Regions from separate parts of the Gadus morhua genome. Here region 1 is linked to region 2. Evidence: chromatin contacts called from public Hi-C data. All regions are on one chromosome and are shown on one strand. Each heading gives the region's core, a stretch centred on a gene start, on an enhancer-like site or on the middle of the called end of the contact. The rest is flanking DNA. Distances are from core to core; before and after follow the strand shown.

Region 1 (4,343 bases), core at 1,365-3,864, 190 kb before region 2:
GCTTTCTGCTTCAAACCAGAAGGTAAAGTATCATCTATCTATCTATCTATCTATCTATCTATCTATCTATCTATCTATCTATCTATCTATCTATCTATCTATCTATCTATCTATCTATCTATCTATCTATCTATCTATCTATCTATCTATCTATCTATCTATCTATCTATCTATCGATCTCTCTATCGATCTATCTATCTATCGATCGATCGATCTATCTATCTATCTATATCTATCTATCTATCTATATCTATATCTATGTCTATAACTATATCTCTCTCTCTCTCTCTCTCTCTCTCTCTGTCTGCCTGTCTGTCTGTCTGTCTGTCTGTCTGTCTGTCTGTCTGTCTGTCTGTCTGTCTGTCTCTACATGGAAATATGTTGGGGTTATGTTTGGTTAAGAAATGTAAGTTATGCATTTAAATATTGCATTTCATATTCTGTCAATAACTATGAAGCTGTCTTATTCAAACGCAGATGCACCCACCACAACCGCCATCGCTGCGGCCTTCAAGCCAACGGCTACAGCAACGAGGAAGCGTTATGCCCGGCCCACCGCCTCCCCCACCCAAGTACCCAGACACACCCAGACTCCACCCTCAACCAAACCACGACGGAGATCCCCCCCGAGACCTGCTCCTCGTGATCCCGTTCGTTCGCCAAAACCGACTGGGCGTTCCTCTTGGTATTCTTCCTCTTCCTCCTCCCCTTCTTCCCTCGCTACGTCCAGCACCTCCTCACTCCCGCTCCCCTCGACGGCTCCTCGTGGTACGCATCGCGTGGTGACCTCGAGGACCCCCGCCAGGAAGCGGAAATCCACCCCTGCTACCCCTGTGCGGGCCTCCAGCTTATCTAGCTTCCTTCTACACCCCTCCTCCTCCACCAGCCCCACCACCACCACCACCACCACCACCACCACCACCACCACGAGAAGCCCCTCTGAGAACAAGCTCCTCCACCCCTCCAAGGGGTCTTTAGGAGGTAAATAACACCACCCCCCCCCCCAAAAAATACACAAACACATGAACCACACATCAGCAAAGTGTCAAAGTGTTAAACCTGTGGATTTTATGGATTTTGGATTTTGACCACTCTGTGTTCTTCCGTTCCAAATAATTATACTTGTTATTTTCTTATAACGAGCTTTTTCTTACTACCGTACGATTATTTCTGTATGGGTGATGTATTTAGTTAAATATTAGCCTCAACTTCTGGCCTACGATAGACTTTAACTTTTAACGAGATGCACCGTCGACGTCGCTGCCGCATTTAGCAAACCTGGACACATTTGCTGCTTGGATACAGGGGGATTGGTGTCTCTCCACGTTTTTGTGGCAGATGTTGATCAGAGCCTCTGTGTTGTGGCGTTTCTCCCCCAGGCCTCCAGGTGGCTCTTATTGTGGTGGGACTTGTTGTTCTGGTGGTCTCTATTGCCGCTGCCTCCTGGTACTGCAAACTGTGAGTAAGATCAGCAGGAAGTATGGTAGCCCCCCATCCCTCCCTCCCTTAATACAATAAGAAAATATAAGTTAAGATTATATAGATGTCTGTCTGTCTGTCTGTCTGTCTGTCTGTCTGTCTGTCTGTCTGTCTGTCAGTCTGTCTCTCAGTCTCCCTCTCTCCCTGTCTGTCTGTCTCTCAGTCTCCCTCTCTCCCTGTCTCTCAGTCTCCCTGTCTGTCTCTCAGTCTCCCTGTCTCTCAGTCTCCCTCTCTCCCTGTCTGTCTGTCTGTCTGTCCCTCAGTCTCCCTCTCTCCCTGTCTCTCAGTCTCCCTCTCTCCCTGTCTCTCAGTCTCCCTCTCTCCCTGTCTCCCTCTCTCCCTCTCTCCCTGTCTGTCTGTCTGTCTGTCTGTCTGTCTGTCTGTCTGTCTGTCTGTCTGTCTGTCTGTCTGTCTGTCTGTCTGTCTGTCTGTAAATATATAAAGTATTTAAGGTATTTTTGAATGCTTATTTCCATATCAATTCACCCCAAAAATGGTAAAGGTTTTTCATTGGTCCATTGGTCGTTTGTTCTGGTCCCCTCAGGCAAAGGTTTTTATTTCCCCCGCCGCGGGCCCGACCCCGGCAGACTAGGGATGAGGCGGAGACCGAGATGTCGAAGCAAGAGAGTGATACGCACCTGCAGACCCAACTGTCAGAGGAGGCAAAGACCGAAGGCAAGAACGCCAACGAGGCCAAACCATGCATCCGTCCATCAGACAACAACACCATCGCCGCGTTGTAGGTGGAGTGGCTGCTTTTTACAGCAGTTTCTGTAAAGCGGTAAAAGCCTTGGAACAGTTTTTTTGAGCGTTTACTTGTGTGTTTGTGTGAGGGACTGTGTGCGTGAGTTCTTTTCAGAAAAAGAGGGTTGGTTCATTATTCATGTTCTATTTTCTGGTGAGGAAAAGTGTATCATTAAATGTATTCACATTGTTTTATAAAATAAAATAATAAAAACATTCATGGTTCAAGTCGTGTTTCATTTATTCCAAAAAAATATTTAATATATTTTTATACTTGAATTCGATTGGTGGCTCAATATACAATTTATTGTGTCCACTTCTTAAATCCTCAATCGGTAGCCTAAACGTTCCTACAAAAATGTTCCCTAGAACTACGATACCCACAATTCCTCGCGCATGCGTAGAGGACTCAGCTGTCACTAGCAAGCGCATGGACCTACTGATGCTAGCACACATTTTCTGAGCAACATCAGCACTTAGCTGTCCTCCTACTGTAATAACAACGCGAATAAGACATGCCACGTCTCAGTTCAGTTCAACAGAAAGTGCCATGTTTATTTTTGACGGAAGTGAAACAGGAACAATCCAGAAAACGGCTTGGCCAGGTCTGTGTTTAGCTTAGAAAAACTTGAATCCCAAATCAAAACATAGTCATGGGCTTCTTGACCCCTTTTCTCTATCGGCCCTTTTATGATACAGTCCGCCAACTTACTACAGGGCTAGCTATGGAATATCATTCATTAATCCTGATTGATTATCTTCCATATTTATCCCAGTTCTTTTCTTTCTGTAGCCGTTTCAGGTTATTGCCACTGAACACCTCAACCCCTTGGCGTTAGAATCTAACGTGGAGAGTGCGCTGGCCACAGAAAAACTGGATGGCACCTGCTGCTATGTGACATATTATGAAGGTAAAGGTTCGCTATGCAACCCCAGAAAGGTTGGATATGGCACTAATATTGGGTGTACTCAAATCACAAAATGTTGTCTAAATTCTCTTGCAGCTGTTCTCCATTGGTTGTTTCACTCAACTGAAAGCCAAATAACCACTCTTGTTATTCCTTGGGTTTTTACAGGGCAACCATATCTCTGGGCTCGACTGGACCGAAAGCCTACCAAACTAGCCGACAAGAGCTTCAAAAAATATCAGCATTCTCACAAAAGTTCTAAAGGTATTGTAAGTGTTCTCTTACTTAAGCAAGCATACTTTTAAGCCTGATGTGTCCTCATCAGTGGGCTCGGCGTTGATTTGAATGTAGTTGGTGAGCAGTAATGATATCTGAGGAATGCCTCTAATTTCAGTTGTAGCAAACAAACAAAAGATGAATCACAAATCTTCATACCACTTGAGACTGAAAACCCTTTACATATTGAGGTTGGTTAAGGAAGTACTGTTATAGTCGTTGACGTCATTGAGAGTAGTCCAAACAAGAGCATACAATATATGTCTTGCAAGTTTAGATTCACCCCAATGTGATTAGTCTAAATGAAACCCAGATGACTTTCCTCCAATTGGTCACGATTATTCAATAAGCGTTGTAGGTCACGGATATTTGGAGCATTGCGCTGCTCGGGTTGTGACAGAAATGTCGTATGCAAACTGTCATGTTTTAATGCCAATTGTTATGGCTTAAATCAAATCCATAACAACTAGGAACTGACTTATGATTGCGGTGGGTTGTTTGTGTGTGTTATTCTCGTTGACCAGGTTTCACATGGAAGGTAGAGGAGGACTTCAGGACCGTTCCAGAGGCTTGGATCCCAGCTCACGGTGTCCAACATCACGAGGGAACACCAATCCCTGACGATCACGGACATATTCCAGGTTCTCCAAGGCTTCTTCTCAATAGAGCGATGGATAGACTAGTGGTAAGGGTGTTGGACTCCCAGCCAAAAGTTACTGGGTTCAACCCCATTGTTGGCACTGTTCATGTGCCCTGATGCAACATGAATAGATTTCATGAAGCTTCCAAAACTTATGGGCAACTGTGCCCATTGAAGCAGAGTCAAAGCAGGCTTTTCGGGGCTAAAGGACCCACAATCCGTTCACCATCCCCGCCCACACATGCAGATGATGACACTGCGTTGATCATTCTAGGTCCTAGACTAGAGATACTTTA
Region 2 (4,637 bases), core at 2,099-4,598:
AAATATTCTCTCCTGTTCTCTTTTGACACTGTAAGCACCCGTAAGGCATAAACTGAACCTTTGCTCCCATCTAGTGGTTAAGATCTGTAACTACTATAGTTTCACAATAGCAACAAATGAAGCTGTACAATACCCTGCTACAAATTGAGCTCACTAATCACTGAAGTAAATTGACAGTTGCGACAACTTATAAATATTGTTGATGTTGATGGTTACTACTAACAGATAAAGTAACTTGGGAAGGTTACAGTTACCTTGTTACTAAGTGACTTGGGAAAGTTTGAAGTAACCTGTGACAGCTTTTGACAGATTGCTTTGGTAAATGCCAAAAGTTGTATAAAAATAAACTAATACTAAATGTATTCTTTCAAAGATTAATTACGCCTCTCAACTCTGTGCTTGTCCAAGACAGCCAATTAATCATTTTATTCTAAGCCTTGCATCCAAAGACATTTTCTTAGTGTTAGATAAGCTAATATTTCAATTATCATGGACGCAGAGACGTCACGTTGGCAGTTCAGTAAAATGACATTCCAATATTAAGATGGAATGTCACTGGTTATTTGTTCTTTGAAACAGGGCGTTCCGATGGGATTACATTTGCACCATGACAGCCCTCGACTTCCTGAGAAATCTGCAAAAACACACTGGAGGCATCCACAACAAACTTCAGGTTGCATAATATACGTAACCTGGGAACGTTAGAAGTACCTTGGGACAGTAAGAAGTATCTTGGGACAGTTAGAAATACCTTGGGATAGTTAATAGCAACCTGTGACAGTAAGAAGTAACTTGGGACAGTTTGAAGTCCCTTGGGACAGTTAATAGTAACCTGGGACAGTAGGGACTAGGGAGTACCTTGGGACGGTTAAAAGTACCCTGGGACAGGTAGCAGTAACCTTATATTCACAGTTGTAATGTATACACTTATTGGTTTATCCAGTAAACTAACTTTTTAACAATTTATTGTTGAATTCTAGGTATTCAGGACTCATCTTTACATTCACAGAACAATAGGTAAAACACAATGCGTCATTTGGTTTACCCATAAAGACCAAACCATGCTTAAAAGGGACACATAGAATAACAGTAGACTTTCGTCATTTATGTTTGACTGTAAACTAATACTAAATGTGTTCTTTCAATGATTAATTATTCCTCTCAACTCAGTGCTTGTCCCAGACAGCCATTTAAACATTTTATTCTAAGCCTTGGTTGATTTATTCATACAAATAGTTATGGAGACACAGTTATGAAACAAGACATAGGGTTTTTAATCTTGACACTGGCAGTGAATGAAGAGCACATTCCCTTGACCTCTGACCTTGAACTGAAAAACTCCTGGGGAAATTGAACAGAAAACAAAAGAATCACTGTCCTAACCCAAGGGACAAGGGAGGGGGGTTGAAACTGATCCTACCTTTAATGGCAAATTCCTTTCGCTGCCAATATTGTCTTTTGTGTGTGTTTCGTATGAGACGACCAATGATTTGAACATGTCGATCCGTTTTTGCGGTCGGATACGTTCGCTGGTTTATCGAAAGTTCTACCTAGCTTTAATGTCTCAATGTAAGCCGCTTAAGTTGGTGTAAATGAGAGAGAGCTAATAAAAACAGTAGTGGAATACTAAAATAATATTTCATCATCCTACAGAGGGTTCATAGTTGGATGATAAAATGAGTCAACGCTAGATTTTGCTCATCTCCACCAGATGTATTCAAATCATTTACATGTCATGAATGAGTGTATGAATGACAATACAACGACGCAACAAGGACGCTGTGCCGTCAATTAGTTTGGAAGCCAAAAAGAATGAACCACACGAACGTCTTCTTCTTGCCATCTTGACCGTTTTTTAGAACTATAAAATGGTACATCGTGACAGCAAGGACAGGGGGAAGCAAACCACATCTTTTCTTTTGTTCCTACAGCTGTACCCTGTTTATTTGGTGACCCCAGGGTTTTTATTATTCCTAAATCTTTCATAGATCGGAAATTGAGTGGTTCTACAGCACATGTTGGTGTTAGGAGACGTATGGGGCTGGGGGGTTAACAGCTGTGAAAACCTGCATTTCCCCATGCTGTCTGACCTCTGCCCTTACAACATTCACAACAAACCCTTTATTTCCTTCTTCTATATTTACATCTTTCTCTTTATGTCTTTAGATCTTGTTGACCTGTTTCTTTTGATGATCCATAATTGTAACTAGGCCTACATTTTTATTTATTCACAGTTTGCTCCAAGCTTAAATCAGCTTTGATACATCGCAACATGAACTATAGCCTAAATTGGAATTCCTGTGTCGGTGCACGCTTTGGTCCAAGCCCATTTCGCCGTCCTGCCACGGCTTTTATGCATGCCCTTAATGCCTCTGTTCTCCTCTCAAGCAGTGACAAAAAACCCTGGGACCACTGTTAAAGAAGAAGAAAAGGAGGTTTGAAACATTACCACAGGGGAGGAAAATGAACTTCAACAGAACCCCAAACTTCAACAGGTCTGATTTAGACTCTATGGGTGATGATGAGGAGGGGACCTGGCCCAGAGGAGATGATAGGGAGAAGTGTGTGTCTTGAAAGACATGAAGACATCAGTAGACTACAGGAGTACTCACGGCGAAGGCAAGGTTGTCCATGCCTTGTTCTGTCAGTCCTAGCTCAATCTTGTGCTCCGTAGAAAGATGCATGGTCGAATCCAGATCCAGAAATAAAAAAAACTTTTTACAACGATTGTTAGAAAAAAATAATAGCAATTGAAAAAAAAAAGACAAGAAATCTTGGGGAGTGGTTCAGAAGAGGAACTTTTGAAAGACCATTCCTTGATCCAGGTGAGCAGAGAGAGGGAACGAGAGAGAGAGGGAACGAGAGAGAGAGAGAGAGAGAGAGAGAGAGAGAGAGAGAGAGAGAGAGAGAGAGAGAGAGAGAGAGAGAGAGAGAGAGAGAGAGAGCGAGAGAGAGAGAGAGAGAGAGAGAGAGAGAGAGAACAAGAGCACTTGAGAGAGAGGATCAGGTGGACTCTCGAACCTTCAGAGAGCGTAGTAAACAGCGAAAAAAGTTAAAAACCGAAGGAAAAACAAGCTCTTTTTCTATTTGTACACGCTTGCGACTACGCATTTCCCGGGGGAATGAGGGAACGCTCCTGCTGGGGACTCTACTGTAGTCTCTGCTCCCCTTGCTCTGACTGGTCCAGGCTAGGCTTCACCGCGCACACGGGGGGGGTCGATTTAGTGTCGCAGCCTACCGGTCATGTGCAGCCCTTGAGTTTCCCATGCCTGTCACACCCCTCCAACCAGCAAGTGGGCTCCCAACGAGCCAAAGTAAATACATGAAATAACCAAAAACTATAATAATGTTACAATCCCAATGTGCTCAAAAATACACACGTTGTCACATGTCACATGTTCTCTAGATTCAGCATTTCTCTTAAAGGTAGGGTATTTGGAGACATCAAGTTACAATTTGAAACGGACCCCAGGCCTCAGCCCTCCCTTCAAAGCCTCTCCTCCTAAACACGTGAGTAGCATGCTGGTTTCAGCATTAAGTCCGCCAAGCAGTTTGGAAGACTCTGGTAATGTGCAATGAGGTCAAGGGAATGGTGCACGCAGGTGGCCGGGTAGGTATAAATGGATCCATCCAAGCCGTGAGAAAAATTATCCGCAGGAAAAAGGATGCAATCGCCCATTAAGGCTTAGCTTATACGACGCGAGCCCGCACCCACAAGAGATGTTAAAGTCTCAAAATGAAATGCCCATTGGCCATAGGACTTTCTCTGTTTACCAACATGCTAACAGTGTTATTGTTTACAAACAATAACATTGATTTATTGATTGCTGTCAGGATGTAAAGAGAACATCAACGAAAATGATAAAAAGTGATGAAAAACACAGCCTAAAACAGGTTGACGTCATTATTAATGGCTATTGGTGATGTACAACTGGGTCCTATTTTACCATTTTGTATATTTCACTTTGCCGTGGCTAATATAGCGATTTCTGCAGACGCTACTAGGACTTTCTCCTAAAGAAGACTTTATTTTCAGGCAAATAATAAAATAAAATCCTGACAATCAACCTTATTCATTTAAACTCTTTGTTTTTCGATATTGTGTTTCATGCTTGCACACTTTGATATTTCTGGTTCCTAAAGTACAATATGTAATATTGATTTGACGCCCCACAATTAAATGTTAGATTATAGAATAATTACATCGATTAAATGAAATGATTATGATGGGGGCCATTATCAATATCTCGCCTACGGACACGCAAACCTCCAGTTCGGCCCTGCACATACCGAACGTTAAACGGATTTCCTGATCGCCTAATCGATTCACGTCCGCAGCGCAACGGTCACAAGAGTCTGTGTGAAGTAGTCTTGAGTAGGCGTTTCCAGGGTATATTATCCATGCTTTTCTCTAAGCTTAGTTGGAGATTGAAGATTTGATACAGTGAATCATAAGGAACTCACCTGACGCAACACAAGGTTAAAACATCTGGCAGACAGGTTTGTATCGCTGCTGGCTCCATAGAATATTAGTTTTAGTTTAAAGGGCAGGCCACAATGACCCCATCACATCGATTAAAGAGCCAGAACACTTGAGAAGAATATGCACGAATATATATCTCGCCATATTGATGGCC

The links. Hi-C and Micro-C count contacts between places; a contact is called where the count stands out from the background.
Region 1: a Hi-C map of heart shows a contact between it and region 2, with 5 times the contacts expected there. The contact joins the promoter of rlig1 here to the promoter of si:dkey-106n21.1 in region 2. A contact is called at or near these places in 3 of 6 Hi-C or Micro-C datasets (gill, gonad and heart).

What each region holds. Positions count from the first base shown.
Region 1 is chr9:4,299,127-4,303,469 of gadMor3.0, reverse strand. rlig1 (RNA 5'-phosphate and 3'-OH ligase 1) reads left to right here and starts at 2,614. Exons shown (of 7, transcript XM_030365578.1): 1 at 2,614-2,828; 2 at 3,017-3,134; 3 at 3,300-3,395; 4 at 3,932-4,048. The coding sequence starts at 2,739. It overlaps lyve1b (lymphatic vessel endothelial hyaluronic receptor 1b), which reads left to right. Exons shown (of 6, transcript XM_030367010.1): 3 at 1-22; 4 at 478-981; 5 at 1,380-1,458; 6 at 2,024-2,451. The coding sequence ends at 2,222.
Region 2 is chr9:4,105,524-4,110,160 of gadMor3.0, reverse strand. It overlaps si:dkey-106n21.1 (solute carrier family 23 member 1), which reads right to left and starts at 3,348. Exons shown (of 12, transcript XM_030366879.1): 1 at 2,613-3,348. The coding sequence starts at 2,684.